Linked DNA regions of Columba livia: region 1 is linked to region 2. A link is a contact called in public Hi-C data. All regions are on one chromosome and are shown on one strand. The core of a region is the stretch at or near the end of the contact, and the rest is flanking DNA. Distances in the headings are between cores, read along the strand shown. Region 1 overlaps ATF3 (activating transcription factor 3). Region 2 overlaps DTL (denticleless E3 ubiquitin protein ligase homolog).

What was found. Hi-C and Micro-C count contacts between places; a contact is called where the count stands out from the background.
Region 1: a contact with region 2 is called in a Hi-C map of crop, with 3 times the contacts expected there. The contact joins two enhancer-like sites. A contact is called at or near these places in 2 of 2 Hi-C or Micro-C datasets (crop and liver).

The regions. Positions count from the first base shown.
Region 1 is chr3:97,170,054-97,176,664 of bColLiv1.pat.W.v2, forward strand. ATF3 (activating transcription factor 3) reads left to right here. Exons shown (of 4, transcript XM_065058411.1): 4 at 1-926. Among named protein-coding and RNA genes, the nearest start is that of ATF3, 30 kb to the left of the region's middle. Within about 2 kb of position 1,663, at least 1 of the 3 cell types and tissues checked has an H3K27ac peak away from gene starts, as active enhancers do.
Region 2 is chr3:96,938,352-96,944,951 of bColLiv1.pat.W.v2, forward strand. It overlaps DTL (denticleless E3 ubiquitin protein ligase homolog), which reads left to right. Exons shown (of 15, transcript XM_065058395.1): 7 at 939-1,054; 8 at 1,718-1,791; 9 at 2,718-2,821; 10 at 3,808-3,912; 11 at 5,835-5,947. Among named protein-coding and RNA genes, the nearest start is that of DTL, 6.1 kb to the left of the region's middle. Within about 2 kb of position 4,215, at least 1 of the 3 cell types and tissues checked has an H3K27ac peak away from gene starts, as active enhancers do.

The sequences.
Region 1 (6,611 bases), core at 413-2,912, 230 kb after region 2:
CTTAGTACATTTTCCTAAGGTCTGGATATATTGTAATGTCCTGTATCATGTTTTAAAGACATGTACTTCATGTATCTGAAAAGTGAATGTATTACGAAGTTGATGTACTAGGCCCAATTCTGTTCTGAGAATCCATTGTCTTTCTGTGTGTTGGAAGGAGCTTCCCTGGGCTTCATTGAGAGTTTTATTCATGCCCTGCAGGCAGAGTTGGGGGCTTCTGCTGCGACCTCCCTGGCTGAGAGGGCGAGTTCCATGTAGAACTGGGCCAGCTGTTTTTCAGAGAATGGATATACATGAAGTGTGTTACAATAAACTCATCAAACCCTGTTCACTGGTATTTGACTTCTGTAATGTGGAAATACAAAACCGAGGCATCATCCCACTGTCATACACCTCGGCTTTGCCTTTTGCGCATCAAATACCAGCAGACAAAACTGTTTGTCTCCTTTACTGTTATATAGTGTTAACACAGAGACTAGAATATGACAGAATTCATGTGTCTCCCTTAGGGAATTTGTATGGTTGCTTTTAACCATATCACTGGTGACGCAGGCGTCATGCTTTTGTTGCTTGGTGTTATTTACTTAGCATGCCAAATGGTAACATGGTACCACTACTATTGTCAAGAGGATAATCTATTTTTATTTCTTTATATGTGCAGTCATAGCTGCTTTCTACTGCTTGTATGTGTGTGTGTGTGCATGCGTGCTCCTGCACGCTACTCTAGAAATGATGGTACTCAAGGTCATTCGGCTGTGCCCAGAAAAAAAGGATGTTTAAAACAGCTGGACAGAAGCAGTATGTTGCATGAGTTTTCTAAAGGTATACTTTATTCAGGAGAACTTTTGAAATGCATTAAAAGCAGTTTGTTTTCTATTCTCAAGTTTGTTTTGATACTTTAATAAAAAATTATTAATATATATTTATTCATGTGTCATTTAGTTCGTTCTAAGTTTCAAGGTCCAGGAGCAGCTTCTTTTTCTTAAAACAACACTGAGATATTAAACACCAAACCTGTCTTCTAGGTTTGCAACAATAAGCATCATATAAAACCAAATTGGTACTGCTCACTGCTTGTCAAGGGATAAACAAACTTTTGTTATTACAAGGTTGATCATTAATTCCAGGCTAATTTCTTATTCCTGGCCTAGGGCTTAGATTAAAGTACTAGAAATTAGAACTCCTGAACCTTTCCTAACCCTGCAATCAACCAGCTGATAGTAATTTCAGCTTTTTAAGTACCTCATGGGTTTAATGCTATTGCTGCTGTGAAGCTTTAATATTTATAGATTGCTTTCTATGGTTACATGCAAGACACTAAAGAAGTATAGCATGGTTAGGGCTTTGGTTTGTTTCTCTGCGTTGGCGTGTGTGCATGTGTGTGTGCGTGGAGAAGCACGAGGAAAGATGAACAAGATGTTCTGCCCTGCCTTTCCAAAACTAAATATCTACAACCAGACAGAAGTCCCTGTGTTTTGACAGCCAGTGACGTGGACAAAAACTTTTGGCTTCAGTCCTTTGCAAGCATTCGTAACTCATAATACAGAGGTCAGATAGAAAGCCAGGAGGTTCGGGACCAGGAAATGTACTCACTATTGCAAAATCTAGTTAAAAATATCAGCTGGAAGGAAGTTCTAAGCTACTATGAGCCTGGCAATGTTGAACACTTACTTTCCTTATCAGTACATCCATTTACAGATGTGCAATACCAATACTTATATTAATCTTTTCATGCATTCTCCTGTAGCTACTATCAAATTTTACTTTTGAATACCCGATTCACTTCTAACATGGTAAATTTATAAATCATTTGCCTGGCCTGTTTTAGAAAACCTCACAAACAAGGGCTATGAATTCCTGAACTGATATTTTATAATACGTTCTTTAGATGGTACCAGTTGAAACCATGAAACCACCATTGGTCTCTATGACATATTCCTAATAGCGTAATTGATATTCCTTGAACAAAATAATATGCAGTATCTCCTCCTTAGGTCTTGTTTTAAATGCTAAGTCTGTGTGTGTACAGGCCCATACAGACCATAGAGCATGCTGGGCTTTACGCTGTACATTAATGAGGAGCATCTTCTGTTTTTTCCTAGCTCTTCACTTGATATAAATTAATAAACAGCAATATTGAAGGCAGGTAGAGCCAATCATTTATGCTAGGCTGGAAACACTTAATGAAGCTGGATGGCAACAAATTTAAATTTACAATAACTTTTCTGCCTGGGACCAGTAGAATTTGATGGGTTTGATTAAGGGGATGATTTTATTATGGAATCATCAATTCTTAGTTTTGCTAAAGAAACTGGAAGATGTATGGATAATGAAAATAAAACAGTACAATTGTTTGTTAGTAGCAAAAGAGTTTTGAAAACCAAATCTACTTCATCTTAAAAAATTCCCAAATGCAGAATGACAACTGTATCTCACATCCCGTTTCCCCCATACCTTCATTGGAATAGTGAACTAGAGGTAAGTCTGATTCATGCTGGCTAGTGCCATGTTTCTGTGTTTGCCCAGTGCCCCCAGCTGGAGACCCTGAGAATCACAGGGTTTTAATGTACAGTAATATTAATTTACATAAGTACTTAGTAACATTCTTCATTAGTTTGTAATGACTCCAGTATAATGTTTTCATTTCTATAATAGACATCATTCCTTTTTGAAGTGTAGTTAAGATAAAGAGTGACAATGTTTTTAAAAAATCTTGTTACTCAAAGTTCATTTCCCCAGTGGACACTCTGAGTCAGAACTGCTGACTTTAGTGATAAAAATAGTTATTTACTAATTTTCAGTGCTATTAGGTCTTTGAAGCTATCACAGTTAGAATACAATGGAGTCTGTTCTTGATACAACATCAGTTCTGGTTGCATATCTTTACTATTGCTGACAGTGATACATGAACAACAAAAAAAATTCAACTATTTTAACACTCCAAGCTATGTGTTCTAGAGCTGATACCCCAAAAAGTTATTAGACCTGTGAAATTAATAAATAGGAAATGGAAACAAGCTGGGAGTTGAAGCTGTAATCCTTTTTTTCTGCTTTTGAGAATTTAGCAACTTCATGTTTCTAGACTTTGTGAAAATAACTGGTGTACCACCACGCCTCCTTAGGCCGTGGGTATGCCCACGCAGCAAAAAGTAGTGTACTATGGAAATACCATTCTATAAACTGGCTTAGGACTGGGAACATCCCCGTGATGACAGCAAGAAACTCAGCCCAGGCTAATTGATGCCCCCGAGGGGGTGAAATCTCCGTGCAGCCAGAGGACAGGCAGCTGCTGGCATCCGAGGGAGCTCTTTTAGAGCCAGCTCGGGTATCGTTCAGCTCCTCAGGTCAGTACATGTCACATAGCTGCCTGTTGAGTAGCTGCCTGTGTTCCCAACAAGCAGCTCCACCAGTTCAGACCAAAGGTTGACCCAGTCCAGTTTTCTTTCTACAGCGGTGATCAGAAGCAGCTGTCCAAGGAAGACCAAGAACAGGACACGTTTGCTTCCTGAGGGTGCTCTCCCACGCTATGTCTATTTTCAGCTCATGAGTCACACAAGCCTGACATGATGCCTTTAGGTAGTAGCCTTCCACAGATCTTTCTCTCAAGCATTTGACCATTTTCTCATCTACAGTACCAGCACCTGCAGTAGCTTTTGGTGGCAAGTTCCAGAGGGCTATCACCATTTAGAACAAGAAAAACGTTCCTTTTCTTTTGACCATGTTCCCCATGACAGCCCTTCATTCTTGAATTGGAAGAGTGAACACCTATCCATCTTATTCATGTCACATGATTTTATACTTTTCTATGTTTCTTTTTTTCAAGGTAAGGAGTCCCAGCCTATCTTGTCACTTCTTTTTATAGCCATCCTTGATCATTCCGATTATCAAATTTTTCTGGGAAAACTGTGGTTTTCCCAGTAATTTAAGATAAAGGCACCATAACTACACACAGTTTTCAAGGTGTGGTCAAGTCACGGGTTAATACAGTTGGATCTTGATGTTCATTTTCAATTTCCCAATAACTCCAGAAATTTGACTTGCATTTTTGATGTCTGCCAAGCATTAAGTCTGATGCAATGCAACAATCTATCATAACCTCAAAGTCTCCCTCCTGAGTAGCAATTGTAAACTCAAACCCAACATTCCGTATAAGATGCCAGGATTGATTTTCCCTATATTCATTACCTTGTGTTTACTTGCATTGAATTCTATCTGCCATCTCAAATTCCAAACTGTAAATATAGAGTCTTCCTGCAAATCTTCTTAAACTGCCCTTCTCCTTACCATCCTGAGTAATTTTGTACCATCATCAACTTTCTCGCTACATTACTCACCCAGATAATTTCTTAAAAAATTAAGCTGTGCAGGTCCCAGCATGGGTTCCTGTGGATCTTCACCTGTTGTAACTAAGAGTTTATAATTTACGCCTACTTTCTTTTCTAACTTTTAATCAAGTCTTTATGCATACATACGCCTTTTCTCTATTCATAGCTATTAAGTTTCTTCAAAATCTTTGGTGAGGGGAATTTACTGAAACCTCTTTAGAAGTCTCCATAAACTACATCTACTGAACCCTTGTGATCCACACAACTGTTGACCCTTTCAAAGAACTCCAGATGCATTTGTAAGCCTGAATTTCATTTTACAAAAGCCATGCTGATGCTCTTCAAGTAGACTGTATTTATCTAGGTACTGACTGATTCATAGTTATTCTAATTCCCACTTATATCTGTAATCTGACAGGCAACTTCAGTTTGCTGAATTCTCCTAAAACCTTTTATAAATGTTGGTGACACATTCACCAAACTCCAGTACTCAGATACCGAGGAAGATTAAGTTAGAATGACAGTGAGAGAGTTGCTCATTTTTTTTTAGTATATCAGCAGTTTTCTCTTTCGATTTTCTTTGAGCTTTGGGTGAAAACAAAATTGATTAGTGCTGATTTTTCTCTAAAACTCCACCCATGGTCACTTCAATTTCAGACAGATCCTCTGCTGGTTTCCTTCCCTTTGCCCTGTCCTGAAGAGGGTTCTGGTTGGGGAATTACCTCTATTTCTTCAGCTTCTCAGCTCTCCACGAGTTCCCTTTGTACCCTGATCATCAATTGGCATTAGACTCTCTAGCAGGCTGATTACTACTAACATATCTGAAGGATGATTTAAGATTATTTCAATTCCTTTAGCTACTCTATTCCCTCAGCTTGCCTCTGACAGGCTTCTGCCCTAAGTGTCATCTCCTGAATGCCCCCCGAAACAGGGTCTTCACCATTCCCAATCACATTTGAAACTTTCAGAGTCTCTGTCAGCCACTCCAAGATTTTATGTGGCATTAAGGAACCATAACATGGGTATACATCTAGTTGCCAGATCTTAATCCCTGCCATGCTCTGCAGCTTAAATACAAGCCAGCCAATGCCTCAATTTCTCCATCTGGAATACAGGAATAACAACAGATACCTTCCTTTCTAAGCATTTTGACATCAAAGGGAAAGTGTCATGATTTTTTTTTTCTCAACTATAAAGTAGTACAGTATTAAAAATTATCTAACAATAGCCTTCTTTTGAGCTTTCTCAAATAAAAAGCTACAGCAGTGCTATTCTTACATCCCAAGAAAAATAAAATATCTTACTTTCAAAGGCTATGTCTTTGTGGATCTTTGCAAGGTTTGTTCAAAAAACTGTGCTGAGTTGCTAGAAAGCTACTGAACAGAAAGGTGACATGTGATTGACATGTGATTGACATGTGATTCACACTTACATTCAACTAAATTCATCCAAAACACCTGTAACACATGGCACTCGAAACCAGGAATGCATTTGTTTGGTTTTGAGAGGGGTTGTGTGTGTGGGGGTGTAGTTGTTGTTGTTTAGTTGGTTTTTTAAACACACTTTTGTCTCTGACAGCAATAGTGACACCATGGATGTAAACAATCCATGAGCCAAATATATATTAAAAGAGAAAAAGAATTACCCACATGTAGAATCAGAATAGCTCAGTCAGTTTTCCTGGACACCCAGAAGACACATTTTTCTTTGACAGATGGTCATGTGGGCCTTGGATGCTTTTATCCAAATAGCTACTGTAATCAAAACTCTCAGTCCATTGATAATTCCTTGGTTAAAAGTTGAGATCGGAACAAGAGAATATAGTTGGGGAAAAAACTGAGAATACAATAGTTCCTCCACTGAAGGGAGTGCAGCTAAGGCAGGGATCCTTTCTCACCTGGCTTGGGTAAGCACAGCCCTCTGATGCTGGCATGGTGAGAACTTCCCCTCTTGTTTTAATCTACTATAACCATCAAAACTGAATCACATAGATCTTGTAACTTCCACATTTGTAGCTAATCCCTGTGACTTTATCATGCATTCAGGAAGCCCCAGGTCAGAAATACATGTGATGGGGTGAGAACCTTATTCCTCATGACCATAGGGAAAGCCTTAGAAATTACTTGTATATACTAAGAAGTTCAGAAAATAAATTAAATTTAATGCATTAGGGTGTTAACACTTCAGGTTTAGAAACAAATGTTCTGGTTGGTTTGTTTGTGCATGGGGGCAGGCAGGGGGTGTCTTTTTAAACAGGATACTTGGATGCCTGAGTTTGGCCGTATC
Region 2 (6,600 bases), core at 2,965-5,464:
GACTGCTTTTGTACAGTAAAGGGGCAGAATAGGTATTCCTTCTGTGTTTAATGTTTTTTGCACTTTGCAACAGTCTCATTAACAGCATGATATACATGCTGTTCTGATAATACTGATAAGGAGGTACAGAAAACATCCTTGTGTGGGACAAGCAAGGAGACAGATGGGTTGGGTGAGAGTGCTCAGGTCAGAGCCGTTCAGAGGGATGAAGCAAAGCTGGGAAGATTCCTGCCAGAGTTGGAAGGAAGGCAGAAAGTGCAGGAGCAAAGTTGATTGTGAGTCCTGGGAGCAACTGAATATGTTGTGGGAACACCTCCTAAATGCAGGGTGAGCTCATTCTGCTCCTCTCTTTCTGTTTCCTGGAGCTTTTCCTTCCCTGGTCAGGTCATGCCTTTACGCCTCTTCCCAGTTCTCTATCCCGGAAGTTTCCTGGCCTGTGCTATCAGAACAAGTTTCACTCTTTCATCTGTCCCAGGCTCTTCAGACTTGCAGCTGGGGGAAAGGAGAAGCTCCACATGACTGATGTGGAAAGTATAGGGTAAAAAAAAGGTAGAAAAGTCACTTTTCTGTAGTACAGCAGTAAGTTTCACAAAGTGAGAAGTAGCAGCCAAAGGCTACTAGAAAATTATGAAGTGGAAAAGCACTGGAAACCTATCTATGAGTACAGTTCTGCTCAGGATGAAGTGGGTTGAACACTCCAGATGAGGTTGCACGCTGAAGCCAGTTCTAGCTTACACTGACCTCTGCAATTTTTTGCTGTATATGCTTCTGTTTTGTACTGTGTTCTTCTCATTGGTTTCATATGTAACCAGCAATTGTTTTCAGAATACATTATTTTAAATGGTTTTAAAGGTTAGTCTCAGCCACTGCCTGTTTTATTAAAGTGATGGAAAAACTGCATAGAAATGTTTAATTGAGATGTCTTTGATTTCTTTCAGATGGATTTTATAGGCAAGTGAATCAAATCAGTGGAGCACACAATGTGGTCGACAAGCACACTCCTTCCAAACCAAAGAAGAAGAGGCAGAACCTAAAGGGACTTGCTCCGTTGGTGGTAGGTATCTGGGGAACAAATGAAAAGTAGGCCTGTCTTCTGAGGACAATGGTGTTCATAGAAGCCTTCCTAAGTAATTATCACGAGAAATATTTGGTTTGGATGTCATAATTGCTTCAGTTTATCTTTGCAGAGGTAGTTTTTTTGTTATTGTCACTTGCTATGGCTAATTTTAGACATTGTTTATTTGTCCAACAACACATGAGCCATCAAAACCATCTCTGTGCAAGTGCCGTGTGAAAATACATCTTTTTTTTCCAGAGAGGAAAGAAGTGGCCCAGCATTCTTCTTTTGAGGGGGAAGATAGGGAGGGCTGTAACTTTTTTTTTCTTTAATTTGACCACACAAATGACTGCTTACTGCAGGAAGACCTAGTCTTATTTAATCTATTAAACCTTGTGATGAAGGCAGCTCTCTTATCTCTGACCTGAAAGGTTTAGCTTCAAACTGCTGCCCAAATACTTACTGCTCAGTAGCAATTGCACTTGTGGGAGTGTTCGAAGGGTTGTTGTGTGTTTCGAGGTTCTCCTGCCTGGCTAGGAGGAGGTTTCCTTGGTATTCACTTGACCTTGGACTAAGCAGCAAGATCTTGCTGACTTTGAAAGAAAATAAATGTTGTGGGCTTTTTATTTCCTTTTTTTTTTTTCCCTTTTCTCCTTCTAGGATTTCCAGCAGAGTGTAACTGTGGTGCTGCTTCAGGACGAGCATACTCTTATTTCTGCAGGAGCTGTTGATGGGTAAGGCTTTTCTGTCTATTCTGCTTGTTCTTCACAGTGGCACAAAAAAATTGGGCAATTTTTTCCTAAGATCACACAGTGGCCCACAAAGCTACAGTTGCTATTAGGTAGATTCAGCAGAGCTATGCTGCTAGCTTGCTTTGGCAAAGCTGAATGCTGCTTTTCTTCCTTACTGGAGGTGGCAGTGCTGGGACAAATTGTGCATATTTGGTAAATGCTCATTTTAGTGTCTTAGCTATAGGGCAGAACGGGAGCAGTTCTTACTATCCCTCTCTATTCTCATGGACTTATTGGACCTCAAGTAAACAGAGTATTGTTAGAGAGCTGTTTTGGGATGCAAGTGGGTGGTTGGTGCCTGGATATGTGTAGGCATGCTTGAGAAAATGTTGCCTTGAGTCACAAAGGGTGCATTTTTCTAGGTGCCAGATCTGGTGCAGATCTTGGAGCGCAAGCAAACTGTCTCACTGATTAGCATGGCGATTACCCTCTCAGAACTCAATTCTTTAGCAGGCTCCGTGTGGTCAGAGCCTTTCTCGGCCAGATTAGATTGACTCTCCTGCCTATGGCTCGTGAGAGAGGCTTGCTCCTGTCGAGGAGGAAAAACCTTGAGGGCCTTCATTTTTAAAACTACAAGTCAGGAGTACAAAGACATCCTTGCATATCCTTTTACTAGCTGAAGAAAGGTGACTTGTGCACCCATGTTGGATGTTGTGTAAGTTACAAAAGACAATGCCACTTCCTCATCCATAACCAGCAGAGCAGTTGTTTTGCTTTCAGCCTGTCTCTGCTCTGCTCTTGCTCAGCTGCTCCGTAGCACCGGACACTCCTCAGTAATGAGCAATCTGTCTTCCTGTGCTCTCAAAAGGACCTGTCAGCATTGCAAAATAAATTTTAAAGTTGAAGACACTTGTGCTTTTCTATTTCAGTGTGATCAAAGTATGGGACTTGCGCAAAAACTATGGGGCTTACTCTCAGGACCCGGTGCCTTTCAAGTCTTTTTTATACCCTGGGACCAGTACTCGCAAACTTGGTAAGTTATTGGAGGATGTATTTGTTTAAGTGCAAAGAGAATTTAAGAAGGACCAACAGTGCCATCTCTCTAGCCAATTAGTGATCACACTGACAAGCTCAGCAGGGTATTTCGATTGCCAATACCAAATCTTCAAGTTGCAGAGTGAATGTGCCCCACTTTTGTATCATTGCACCAATGACAAACACTTGCATAAGCTTCAGCAGTGCATTTTCAGAAATGGAGATGAGGGAATGATAGGGCTCTTGAGGTAGAATTCAGCTAGTAGTTTTGATGCATGAGGAAAAATCAGATTGAACTCTTTCTTTGCATTGTATCTTGCAAATGCAACAGACCAGACTGGGTTTTTACATTATAACCTTCCAGAGTGGAGCAATACTTAATGCTGTTTGTTATCAGAAACAATAGCACTCTTGTTCATGCTGCTCTGTGCTTCTTTGTATCAATATCTTAACGCCTTACAATGCTCTGATGCAACACAGTGATTCCCAATGACTTATCTAATCAACTATCTTGACGTGGTAATGGTCAGTGTCAGTCCCAAGAACCTGAGAGTAATCCTTGAAGAGCTGTTTGTGGAACAATGTGCTGTCAGGGAAAGATTTTTTTTTGAACCTAAATCACTAGCAAATCAGAACTTGGCTTTTTCTACCAAAGCATGAGGGTTTCTGTTTATTTTTAATCTACAAATTCTACAATTCGTTTTTCCTGTTGTCCATTTGAAACTATCAAATGAATCGCTTGCCTGCTCTGAAGGTGAGATATTCTCTAAATATCAGCCTGAATCCTCATGAGAAAACGTAGATATTATTCTAGAAGCTTTCCTTCCCCAGCAAGTGCTCTATCAGACAAATAAATTTTCCAATAACAATCAATCTCCTATACAATAGAGATCCTTTCCAAATTTCCCTCTCTAGGCATTTCTTTGAGAATTCCTGTTTTTTGTGGAGTTATTTCTGATGAAGAACGTCTCTCTTTGTCTATAGGATATTCTAGCCTCGTTTTGGATTCCACCGGTGCTAATCTGTTTGCTAATTGCACTGATGACAGTATCTACATGTTCAACATGACAAGTTTAAGGACTGTTCCAGGTATGCACCACATCTGTGGAAAGAGCTGCAAAAAATAGGTGTTGCAGACCATAGAAAGGCAAGTTTCTCCCTGTGACTTAGAGAGACCAGCTTGAATGCTTAGGAGACTTATTCCATGCTGTTCTATCTAAATCCACCCAGGAGAGAAGGCATCTGTGCAAGGGCCAATCATATTTTGTGATAAGCCACCCACATGAAATTAATAGCACAAAAACTTGCATAAATGCAGATACTGGTTCACCCAGACTGAGACTAAGGATAGTTTACATGTTTTCTGGTGGGGAACAGATAGTTTCCAGCTTCTACCCACCTGAAGCAACTTTGAATCTCGTGCTTACTGGCAATCACTGATTTTTCAAGCTCTTAGATAGGAATCCATGTAAAATGGTCTTATTCAGATATTTCATTCCTTCAGCTCTGCGTCTGTGACTTTTATGTTGACAAGACAGCCCACAGATTTTGGTACACGAAGCTGCTATGTCAGAAGCCAATGGCTGCTTCTCAGAAAGCAGCAAAACTTGTTAGATGCATTCCAGCCAGACACGCGGTTTAGTTTCCGTTGCTTTTCTCAGTCTCTCAGTTAATTGAAATTAAATGAACAATATGTCCTTCTGTCTGCTCTTCAGGAAGGCAGTGTGGTGGGTGGGAATGCTTCCAGAGTCAAAAAGTGGTGCAAGTAGCACATTTTAGTAGGTCAGTTGTTGAGTTTTACCATGGGTGTGACTGTTGAGCTGTGGAAATACACAATATCCTGTCCCCCCATGGGAGTGGGCTCTCTCCAAAGCGCAGAGCATCCCACCCTTGGCCTCCTCTGGATGAAGCCGATAAAACCCAGTGAGCAACCTCAGTTCAGCCAGCCGTATGAAGCCTGTGTGGTGTGGCTGTTCCCGCAGAGGGCAGCGCCTGCCCACTGCTCTGTGCTTCTCTCCTTTTGTCCCTGCTGTGGCTGCGCTTGTCTGGTTTCGAGGCAGCTGGAGGTTGTGGGGGGGCGTGAGGAAATTCCTCACTCTAGCAGGACTTGCGGGTAGGTCTGGCTTAGGAAGGGACTCGCTGTCCCGTAGCTGTTGCTGTGCTGAGAGAGCTGTGGGTGAAAATTAAGGGATATTTTGGGGGTCTTGCAATTTTTCAAAGACCACCAAACGCAGCCACCTGTCCTCTGGTCTGTGGGTCAGCTCCTTTACCAAAACTGCTATTAAAACAGGGCTGGTAGAGGGGGTGCCAGCCGTGCCTGGTGCTACATCAGGAAACTTGACCTTTCTGCCCCGATGAGAGGATGTGATGTAGTGCAGCTGGGTGCTCTAGGTCCACCCTCAGCTCCTGTGCTGGCTACCAGCTCCTCCAGCCCCCACAACAGGGGAAATGGCGATCATTCAGGGTGATGCTTTCACGGCTTTCACAAACACTATTGGGGCTTTAAATATAGGCAATCAGCAAGCGCGGTTGACATGGTGCAAGTTTTGTTGATGAAATAAAGGTGCTGGAGCAGGAGGAAGGAGCAGCAAGCACCCTCCTTGCCGTCTGGGTGGAAGAAGGCCCTCGCTATGCTTGCTGCTAATGTTGTGGGGCTGGTGGTAGTGGAACCATAACCAGAGTAGTGGGGCATCCCAGGTGATGTCTCGGGTTGCTTGTGACATGGGTGAAGCTGAAGCTTTAATGAAACTGCCACTGCTTCCTAATGCTGCAGAGAGAGCTGTTCAGGTAAAGCTGCTTCATTTGGAAAGCCTGAAGGGCTCCAGGTGAATAATAAAGACTTCCTGCTGCCCCAGAGCTAGGGAGCAGTGCAACCACTTTCTCCACTTTCTCCAGAGGTTATGCGGCTGGGCAGGAAAAGCCTGTAAGATCAGCCCTGCTTGCACAACCCACTCCAGCGCTATGCATTGAGTGGGGCTTTTATTTTGATTTTTTTTCTTTTTTCCTCACAGTGGCAGTTTTCAGCGGGCACCAGAATTCAACCTTTTACATCAAATCCAGCACCAGCCCAGACGACCAGTTCCTAGTCAGTGGCTCGAGCGACTGCAACGCATACATCTGGAAGGTGAGGTGACTGGGACAGACCCAAGAGTGCAGCCCCAAGCTGCTCTGCTCTTCCGTTTCATTTGCTTTTCATGTTCATGTAGGACACTCCCTGTCTCCCACTCCTGCTTGCAGCAGCCTAGGGTTAGCTCCTGGCCTGTTGTGCCCGGAGTTTGTTGCTCTCAGGGTTAGATGTAACTGTTTAATGTAAAACAGAGCTAACCTCCTGCCTTCAGTATGTCTCTCATCACTGCTGCTTATTGCAAGTTGCTGATTTTAATCTGATTTTAATGGGCATTAAAATCCTCTTTCAGTCCTGGTGACTCATCCAGCTATGACAAGTAGACAGACAGTTCTAGCTTCATATTCAGCAATGGAGCACATTAACAGAAACCTAACAGTTTAATTGTTTTGAAGGGCACTCTTTCCCCCCAATTCCTCTTTTTCCAGCACTTGCTTCAGACATAGCTTTTTATCATGCTTAATCTACAGTAGTTAAAGCCTTTGTATTACAGCAATGGCTCAGCTGGAGCCTTCAGCAAAATTCCAAAGCACTGTCTGACAGCTGAGAGGCTTCCTCGCTTGGCATCTTGTGCTGACATGTAGGAAACGCAAAGTCATCAAGTTAATAGCAGGGACCGCAGAACAAGGTGCACTTCAAGTTCTGGTTTCCAT